Regions from separate parts of the Sus scrofa genome. Here region 1 is linked to region 2. A link is a contact called in public Hi-C data. All regions are on one chromosome and are shown on one strand. Each heading gives the region's core, a stretch centred on a gene start, on an enhancer-like site or on the middle of the called end of the contact. The rest is flanking DNA. Distances are from core to core; before and after follow the strand shown. Region 1 overlaps LOC106509105 (a long non-coding RNA gene). Region 2 overlaps LOC102162767 (a long non-coding RNA gene).

Region 1 (4,463 bases), core at 20-2,519, 290 kb after region 2:
TATACCATTAATAGCAGCACTGCCTAACCCTCCACCCACAGCACCTGAAACAGGTTCTTGGCCCCACAGGCACCCTGTGAATTTGAGTTGAATGAATGAAGCAGCATTGGATTATGCGAACAAGAGAGATGCTTCTCTCCATTCTAAAATGCACGTTTTCTTGGAGTTCCCGTCCTGACTCAGCAGAAACAAACCTGAGTAGTATCCATGAGGACGCATGTTCAATCCCTGGCCTCACTCATTGGGTTAAGGATCCGGCATTGCTGTGAGCTGTGGTCTAGGCCAGCGGCTACAGCTCTGATTTGACCGCTATCCTAGCCTGGGAACCTCCATATGCCATGGGCGCGGCCCTAAAAATACAAAAAATAAAACGCATGTTTTATTGTTCTGGACCTAGGTTGCATCTTACAGTGAATGCGCATGTTTGAGGGTGTGTTTCGCTCCCATTCCTACCTGAAAACTCTTTCTTAGTGTATCAAGTACGCATGTTGGAAACCATGTCTTAGCACCAATGCAGGACAGCAAACACTATCCTGAGCTCTGTAGCTTAGCTATCTCCAAACCCAGGACACTCTTTCTGAGCAATGAGGAGGAGAGAGGCACATCAAAGGGAATCAAATAAGGAAACCAGTGCCCAGGAACAGTCAGGAGGAATGTAAAGCATAAAGGATGTCAGTAGAGGTCAGGGCGGGCTGCCAGTGGTCTTCATTGGGCACTGAGCTGTATGAATTTCTCTTCCTCTCCTGCCTCCCCCATCCCACTTTGGTGTTGATTAATGTGCCAGAGACCACGCCTCTGATGGCCTAGAGTCCTGGGGTGGCAGGACACATGGGCCTAGTCCTCATGGAGTCCTGGGCATGCACAAAGCTGAAGGCTCCACTCAGGGGCTGCTTGGATTGGAACTTGAAGCCTTCTACCAAAGTGTGGTTCTGCAGCAACTGCTTCAGAACCAGTCAGAGTGTGCATAACACGCAGATTCTTTGGGCCCAACCCCTCCACCCCAGAATCAGCCTCCATAAGCAGTGCCCAGAATCTGCTTTTTAATAAGCTCCCCACCCCCCAAACACGATTCTTATGTGAGTGGTTCTTAAACTTAACAAATGAAAATGAAGGAAGTATATGATTCACAAAGGGAATTAACTCAACTCCAAGCAGCTTCTATTACAAATGAGAAAGGAATCCCACAAGCCACTGCTGGAGGCGCTCGGGTCTGGAGTGAGGTCTCGTCAGCAAGGCAGGGCCTGGGGGCAGAAAACAGAGCTGGGCTCCGGAGCGTCCGCCTCCTGTTCTTGGCTGCAGCCTGACCCCTGGTGGTCAGAGTGAGTGGTTTAGTACAAAGGACCCAGAACCTTTGGCTATTTGGGATGCCAGGAAATGTTGTAACAAACTCCACCTCAGCAACCAAAGGCTCTATTGCCAAAACTAGGATGATTTGAGGAGGAAGATATTCGTATGTTATGGATTTTCCAAATTCCTTGTTTGACCTCCATTGTTGACTCATCCTGTCAATGCCCCTCCCCAAACATCTCTAGGTTGCATTTTAGCTACATTTCTGCATCTCATCTGAGGGAAGAGAGCAGGACAAGGAGTTTTGTTTTTTGTTTTGTTTTTTTAAGGCTGGAGATGTGGCCAGAATTCGCAAACTAAAAACAGGTCACAGGTGTACCCACAGTCTCCCTAATGCCGCTGCCTTTTCCTCATCAGCCCAGGTCCACTCTGCCTCTCACCCGGCTGGCGCACCTGAACCCACAGAGGAGTGAGTGAGCCCGTGAGCCGGCCTCACCGTGGCAGCAGTCCTCCCTCTGCCCACCTGGTAAAGGGAGGCTCATTTAGCACCAGGACATGGAACCTGTCAACTTGCTGAAGCTCAGCCTCTCCCAGGATGCAGGTGGTCATGAAAACAGGTAATTTAAAGAAGTCTCTCCAGTAATATACCACCCTCTCCCTCTCCTTTTTAATTCTTAGGCATTTGTAACAACAGAAAGAGATTATCAGACTTGAATGATGAATAAGAGTGTGTGTTTGCATTTCCAGAACTGAAATACAGAGCTCAAATCAGTGACTGCAAAAAAAAAAAAAAAAAAAAAAAGCTGAGTTATTGTAAAGAAGGTAGCAAATTCAGAGAGGGGAAAGTTCAACCCAGAGTCAGTGGAAGGGAAGCTCTGCCTGAGAGGCAGGACCTGAGTTGGTTCAGGGTTGACTCTTCAGGTGTTTGCACACTTGTCTGAGAGCTCTCTGTAAGGAAGGCTTTGAGCTGAATGCTAGGAAGTCAAAATAAATAAAAATAAGGCCTCTGACTCCTCCCTTCAAGTTCTTAGTCTTTCGGGAGGCTGTGGAAAGTCATAGGAGCCAACAACTATCACACTATTTGGACTCTGATTTTTTTTTTTTTTTTTTTTTTTTTTTTTTGGCATTTTAGAGCCCCACCCACAGCATATGGAAGTTCCCAGGCTAGGGGTCAAATGGGAGCTGCAGTCACTGACCTACACCACAGCCACAGCAATGCCAGATCCTTAACCACTGAGCAAGGCCAGGGATCAAACCCACATCCTCATGGATACTAGTTGGGTTCATTCCTGCTGAGCCACAACAGGAACTCCTGGACTCTGAATTTATGTGGCATGTTTAGCTCTTTGATTTGCTGTGTGATTATCATCATCTCTCTTGTTTGCCAAACCCATAGAAGTTTACTTCATTCTCACCATAATCCTAACATTATTTACTACTTTCCCCTTTGTATAAATGAGGAAACTGACCCCTTAGGGAGAACAGATATTGTATCCAAGATCAAATAGCTGGGAAGTGGGGGAGCCGACCCAGCATGAGCCTGACTCCAGAGCTCACTGTCACCCACTAGGCGACAACATCCTCCAGGGCCTCCCCCTCTAATCTTGTTCTGTGCTCTCACATCCTTTCCTCCTGTCTCTGAGGATAAGGCCCATGGCTGTCAAAGCTCAATCGTCACTTCACCCCTCCCTTCCCGTTGTTAGGACCTGTCCATTCTCCTCCTCTTCCTGCACCCTCAGTTCATCCCTTCTGCGCGTTCCTTCCCCTCAGCCCGTGAATGTGCTGAAGGCTCTCCTTCACCAAACAAACCCACAGACAAAACATATCCAAAGCTTCCTATATCACATACCTATTAGAACAGCTAAAATAAAACATAGTGACAATACCAAATGCTGGTGAAAATTGAATCTCTCCTAAATTGCTGTTGGGAATGCCAAATCGTGCAGTCTTGGGGAAAGTAGTTTGGTACTTTCTCATAAAACGAATTAAATATACACGTACCAGATCATACAGCAATTGCATTCCTAAGCATGGATGCCAGAGAAATGGAAACTTAGGCCACAAAAACGTCTACATGATCTTCGTCACAGCTTTATTTCTAACAGCTCCAAACTAGAAACAACCCACATGTCTTTGAGGGGGTGAATGGCCAAACTAATGGTGGTATATCTGTATAATGGAATACTACTCAGTAGTAAAAAGAAACAAGCTCTTGATACTTGCAACCATGTTGATGTTGTGAAGAGAGCTGAGTGAAAAAAAAAAAAAAACCCTATCTTGAAATGTTATATAGTACATATGGTATATAGGACCATTTATGTAATACTTTCCAAATCGCAAAATTACAGAGATGGTGAACAAATGCGTGGTCACCAGCGGTTGGGGCCATATGCAGGAGCTCTTTGTGGTGAGGGAACAGTTGTGTGTGTGATTGTGGTGGTGGTTACACAAATTTATGCAGACGATAAAGTTGTATAGAACTATTCATACACATATACATATGCGTGCATGTAAAAACTGCTAAAACTTGAATAATATCTGTAGGTTGTATGGATGACGATTTCCTGGTTTGAAAATACATACTCTAGCAATATATGATGCTACTCTTGGGGGAAGCTGGATGGTGAATACATGAGACCTCTCTGTACTGCTTTTGCAACTTACTTTAAATCTGTAAAATTAAGTGTTTTTTGAAAAGTACATGTACTTAGCAAACAAGGTCCCAAAGCATCCTTGACCCTACATCCAGTTGAGCCCTGCTGGATCCCCAGCTACAGGCCACCATCCCATCTCTCTTTTCCTCATCTCACCCAGTGCCATCCTGAAGGTAATCTGCCCTCACCATCTCCACAGCCTCAACTTCCACTCACTCCAGTCCACTGCCATCTGACTTCTGCAACCTCCCCTTTGCTAAGGAGAGTTTTCAGTTTTTAGCTTGCAGGCTTTTCTGCTGCCTTTGAAACCACTGAATCCTTCCTCCTCGGACTCTAATCATCCGGTGGCTATGGCAATGCACTCCCCTGCTTTTACTTAAACCTCTCTGACCACTCCCCCATCTCCTTTGTGGACTTCTTTTCAATAGCTTCTCGTCTTCTACTTAGCCCTAACACTGATGTTAAGGGATTGACACTGACCCACTGCTTTTCTTTTTCTCATTCTATTCCAGAACAACCTCC
Region 2 (4,226 bases), core at 1,719-4,218:
ATGTTGTACAGGAGCTTCCACGCTGGCTGTGAGGAGGTATTGAAAAAAGTTATTGGTTCTTCCAATATTTGATAATACCCTGTCCTCATATGAGAGACAAATGGGGCCAGAGATCCAGAACTTACAAGGAGGGTGGAAAGGAATCCTTTGAAGCTTCTGACTCCTTGCATTTGCCATGGTGTGGAGTGGAGAAGCGTAAATGAACAGAGGGCCCACAGGGGCTATAGGGACCAACAGCAAGGCTACATTTGGGCATGGGGAGAAGCAGGGGAACTTGGATAACCATGGTTGACCTCTTAGATTTGGAATTTTAATAGGGCCCTTGGAAAGCATATAGATTGTATTCTAGAAGGGCCTCATCAACCTTGAAGTTCCTAATAAACCTCCTCATTTTGCTGCCTCTCCTGCTCATAGAAATGAGGGTTCTTCTGCATAGTCCAGTGCATGAGCTTAAACTCTAGGAAGAAGATGTACCTATTGGATGTGGATCCAGGATACTTTCCATTGTTTTCTATTGCTTGAGCATATCAGAACGTCCACAGTACCTCAAGGCCTTGAGAATTCTCTGTCTGGAGCACCTCTGTGCAGAGCAGCAAAATACCTACATGCATGTGGTGCCCTGTGTAAGGTCTCCAAGCTGAAGAATCAAAGGAGGGCTGGCATCTCACTTAGAGCCTACACTCTGGGCACCCTGGATAGAGCCGTACTGACTTAGAGGATGGGCTTTTCCTCTTTTGAACAAAGGCTCCAAGAGCTAGCTGCTTCCCCTGCCCCCCTTAAATCCTGCCATCTGTCAGGATCCACATCTAGTTCTGGGTCACTTGTGCCATTCAGCCCCTCCCCCCAAAGCACACACACACACACACAGACACAGACACACACACTACCATCATGCAGAATCAATGGTTCCTTCCTTAGCTTTCTCAGACCTCCTTATTTACAGCTCGATTACAATTCTTATCACAGCCTAAATTGTCTTATATGCTTTGAGAGTATATAACACTAGGTTGACAGTTACATACTACTTGAGGATATCATTTCCCTGTCTTTTCTGGCTTCTAATATTGTTGTGGAGAGGCTTGCATCATTCTTTTTTTATAGCATTTTTTTATTACTCAATCACATTTATAGTTGTACAATTATCATCACACCCAAGTTTTATAGCATTTACATCCCAAACCCCCAACCCACCCCCCAACCTCTCTCATTTAGAAACCGTAAGTTTTTCAAAGTCTGTGAATCAGTGTCTGTTCTGCAAAGAAGTTCATTGTGTCCTTTTTTAAAATTCCACATGTAAGTGATAGCATTTGGTGTTGGTGTCTCACTGTCTGACTGACTTCACTTAGCATGATAATTTCTAGGTCTATCTATGTTGCTACAGATGCCATTATTTCTTTCCTTTTAATGGCCGAGTAATATTCCATTGTGTATATGTATCACATTTTCTTTATCTACTCTGTCAATGGACATTTTGGTCGTTTCCATGTCTTGGCTGTTGTATATAGTCACATAAGTCTAATTGCTGTTTCTTCACAGGTAGTGTGTCTTTTAAGATTCTCTCCATTTTGGTATTTGTAGTTTCATTTTAATGGGATTATTTGTAGATTTCCTTTTATTTATTCTATTTTTTTTCTTTTAGTGCCACACCCACAGCATATGGAAGTTCCCAGGCTAGGGGCCAAATCAGAGCTGTAGCTGCCAGCCTATACCACAGCCTCAGCAATGCCAAATCTGAGCCATGTCTGTGACCTACACCACAGCTCACAGCAATGCCAGATCCTTAACCCACCGAGTGAGGCCAGGGATCGAACCTGTGTCCTCATTGGTATTAGTTGTGCTTGTTACTGCTGAGCCACTATGGGAACTCCCTATTTATTCTATTTTTTAAAAAATTCCTGATGTTTGGAAAATCCTTAGCTGCTATCTCTTTGAGCATTGCTCTTTCTCCATTCCCTCTATAATATCCTTCTAGATTTCCAAATAAATATGTGTTAGACATTCTTACTTTACTCCCCATATGTCTTTCACCATTAAAAAATATTTCCATTGCTTTATATCTCTTGGTTGCCTTTGGAATATTTAACTACATACTCTAGTTCTCTAGTCTGTTCTTAGGTGTTTCTATGCCTAAGTCTGCACATTGAATCTCTAAACTCTTGGAGGTGAGGAACAATATATTTCATCTTATTTGAATGTCTGGGACATAGCCTGTGATTGTAAGCCTTTGCTAAATTGAATTGGTTGGCATGTCTGAGGATAACTATTGGCATGATCTTCATGTTCAATCTAAAGTATAAACCCATGCTGAAATGCAAGTTGGTTATCTGTTGACAAAGAAAGAGGGACCATGGGGGCTCACTGCTTGTGATCATGACATACAGAACTGGTTGGACTGTAATGCTCCATCTGTGATTAAAGGGCAGGTTCAACCAGGCAAAAGAGCGTGGCAGGCTTGCTTACCAACTGTGGCTAAGCCAGGCTCTCTTTTTCAAACAAAACTCCCAAATATCATACTGTTTACACAGGAAATGAGACCTCATGCCAAGCTGCAGACTTAGGGAAAAGCCACTTTTGAATCAGGTTACCTCGTGAAGTTTGATGTAGGTTTGATCTTGACATTCTCTCTCACTTAGAAGTACATGAAGGAAGCTTACTGTCAAGACAAACGAGTTCAGTAAGTCTCAGAAAGCTTGTTCAGACTAGTTGTGGTGTCTCATACCAGGCCCCAGGTAAATGGGGAAGGTAGGCAAGGAGTATATTCAGTCTACCCTTGGAAACACCTGCTGCTCTTGCTAATCGCAGCTGTCCGTCTTTTAGGTCTCATTAAAGTGACGATTCGCCCCTGCTGTCTTATGGAACAGATGTCTGCCCCTCGGTTTCTGTGCCCAGCTGCTGGTTGCCACAGTCATGCAGAGTCAGAGTCTCAGTCCAGAAAAGATATGCATGACTTCAGAGGGAGTTTCCCAGAGTGTTTTTGGCAAGAGGGGGTAGGGCCGGTGGGAAGGGTGAGCCTCTCCCTGTGGCATTCAGTGTCTGGCCCTTGGCCATCCTTCAGTGGGAGGTTCTTGGGGAGAAGCACGAAAATCAGTCTTCGGGGCAGTTCTACAAAAGGACATGTGGTGTCTGCTATTGGTTTTGAGATTCCATCCAATGAAAAAGGAATTTCAGAATACAGTAAATTTTTTCCTCATGGCGTAGGTGATTCTCAGGCTAAGCCACATCTTCTCTTTGTCAGTGCTGGTATAGAATGTGTCAGAGCCACAAAGAAATCGCTGGCCCATTGTTCCAGAGCAGGCCAACTAAAGCCTTGTAGTCCCTAATCTGAAATCCTGTCTTTCACGAGCTTGGTAGTATTCACAGTGATCCCAAAGAATGTCATCAAATGATCATAATTAGACTACACTGAGTTAACTTTATTCTTCTTAATAAATATGTATTAAAAAGCATACAGTAGAGGTATCGGATAGAAGCAATGAGGGTCAAAGCCTGGACGTCAGGAACATTGACTGAATTCAATCCCAATAAAACATAATCCCACAGCTGGATGATTCCTTAGGTCCCCCAGGAGCCACCAGCTCTTAGGTCAGTGGGGAAGAACAGATGGCATCACTGGTAGGTCCCATTCTGATTTCCTCTGCCTGGAAATCTGCTTCATCTCAGCTGGAGATTTCAGCTTTTTCTGATGGCAGTGATTTCCATCTGGGCCTGTGGTAAAGAATAAACCTCTGAACCATTAAAATTCATAAAGCCATTAGCAGTTAATATGTAAAAATCTCTTGAGGTGTTTTTGTGCACATGACTGTGGTCTGTTTTGTGTGAAAACAGTCACACCTGTGGAGAAAATTCAATATACTTATAAAATTTGAGCTCTTATGCCAAGACCCTTTGACTCATTGTCCCAGAGATGAGGTAAGAATTATATGAGACATCAATGGTGAAAATGCTAGTTTGAAGATGATAAATGTCTCTAGCATCTTCTTATGCAGCTCTCTCTAGGGAAATGTGTGGAAGGAAATCTGTGTTAAGATTCTTTGAGTTTCAAAAATTTAGCTAGGAATTACAATACAGTCGTTTCAGTATTAGATAGAAATCTAGAAAGAGGGAAGACCAGAGCAAAGGTCATTGACAGGGTAGACTTCTTGCTCACCCTAAATGTCTTATGACCAGGAGGGTGGTCTCTGACCATTTCTTTTCTCTCTGAGGAAAAGCAACCACCCACTGCTTTG

What was found. Hi-C and Micro-C count contacts between places; a contact is called where the count stands out from the background.
Region 1: a Hi-C map of embryonic fibroblasts shows a contact between it and region 2, with 2.8 times the contacts expected there. The contact joins two enhancer-like sites. A contact is called at or near these places in 2 of 47 Hi-C or Micro-C datasets (embryonic fibroblasts and liver) and 1 of 2 datasets of contacts at active chromatin or transcription factors (skeletal muscle).

The regions. Positions count from the first base shown.
Region 1 is chr1:181,427,377-181,431,839 of Sscrofa11.1, forward strand. All of the region lies in intron 1 of LOC106509105 (a long non-coding RNA gene), which reads right to left. Among named protein-coding and RNA genes, the nearest start is that of GNG2, 56 kb to the right of the region's middle. Within about 2 kb of position 1,270, at least 18 of the 83 cell types and tissues checked have an H3K27ac peak or open chromatin away from gene starts, as enhancers often do. A contact at or near this core is called in embryonic fibroblasts, where this site is marked.
Region 2 is chr1:181,132,208-181,136,433 of Sscrofa11.1, forward strand. All of the region lies in intron 1 of LOC102162767 (a long non-coding RNA gene), which reads left to right. Among named protein-coding and RNA genes, the nearest start is that of TMX1, 200 kb to the left of the region's middle. Within about 2 kb of position 2,969, at least 12 of the 83 cell types and tissues checked have an H3K27ac peak or open chromatin away from gene starts, as enhancers often do. A contact at or near this core is called in embryonic fibroblasts, where this site is marked.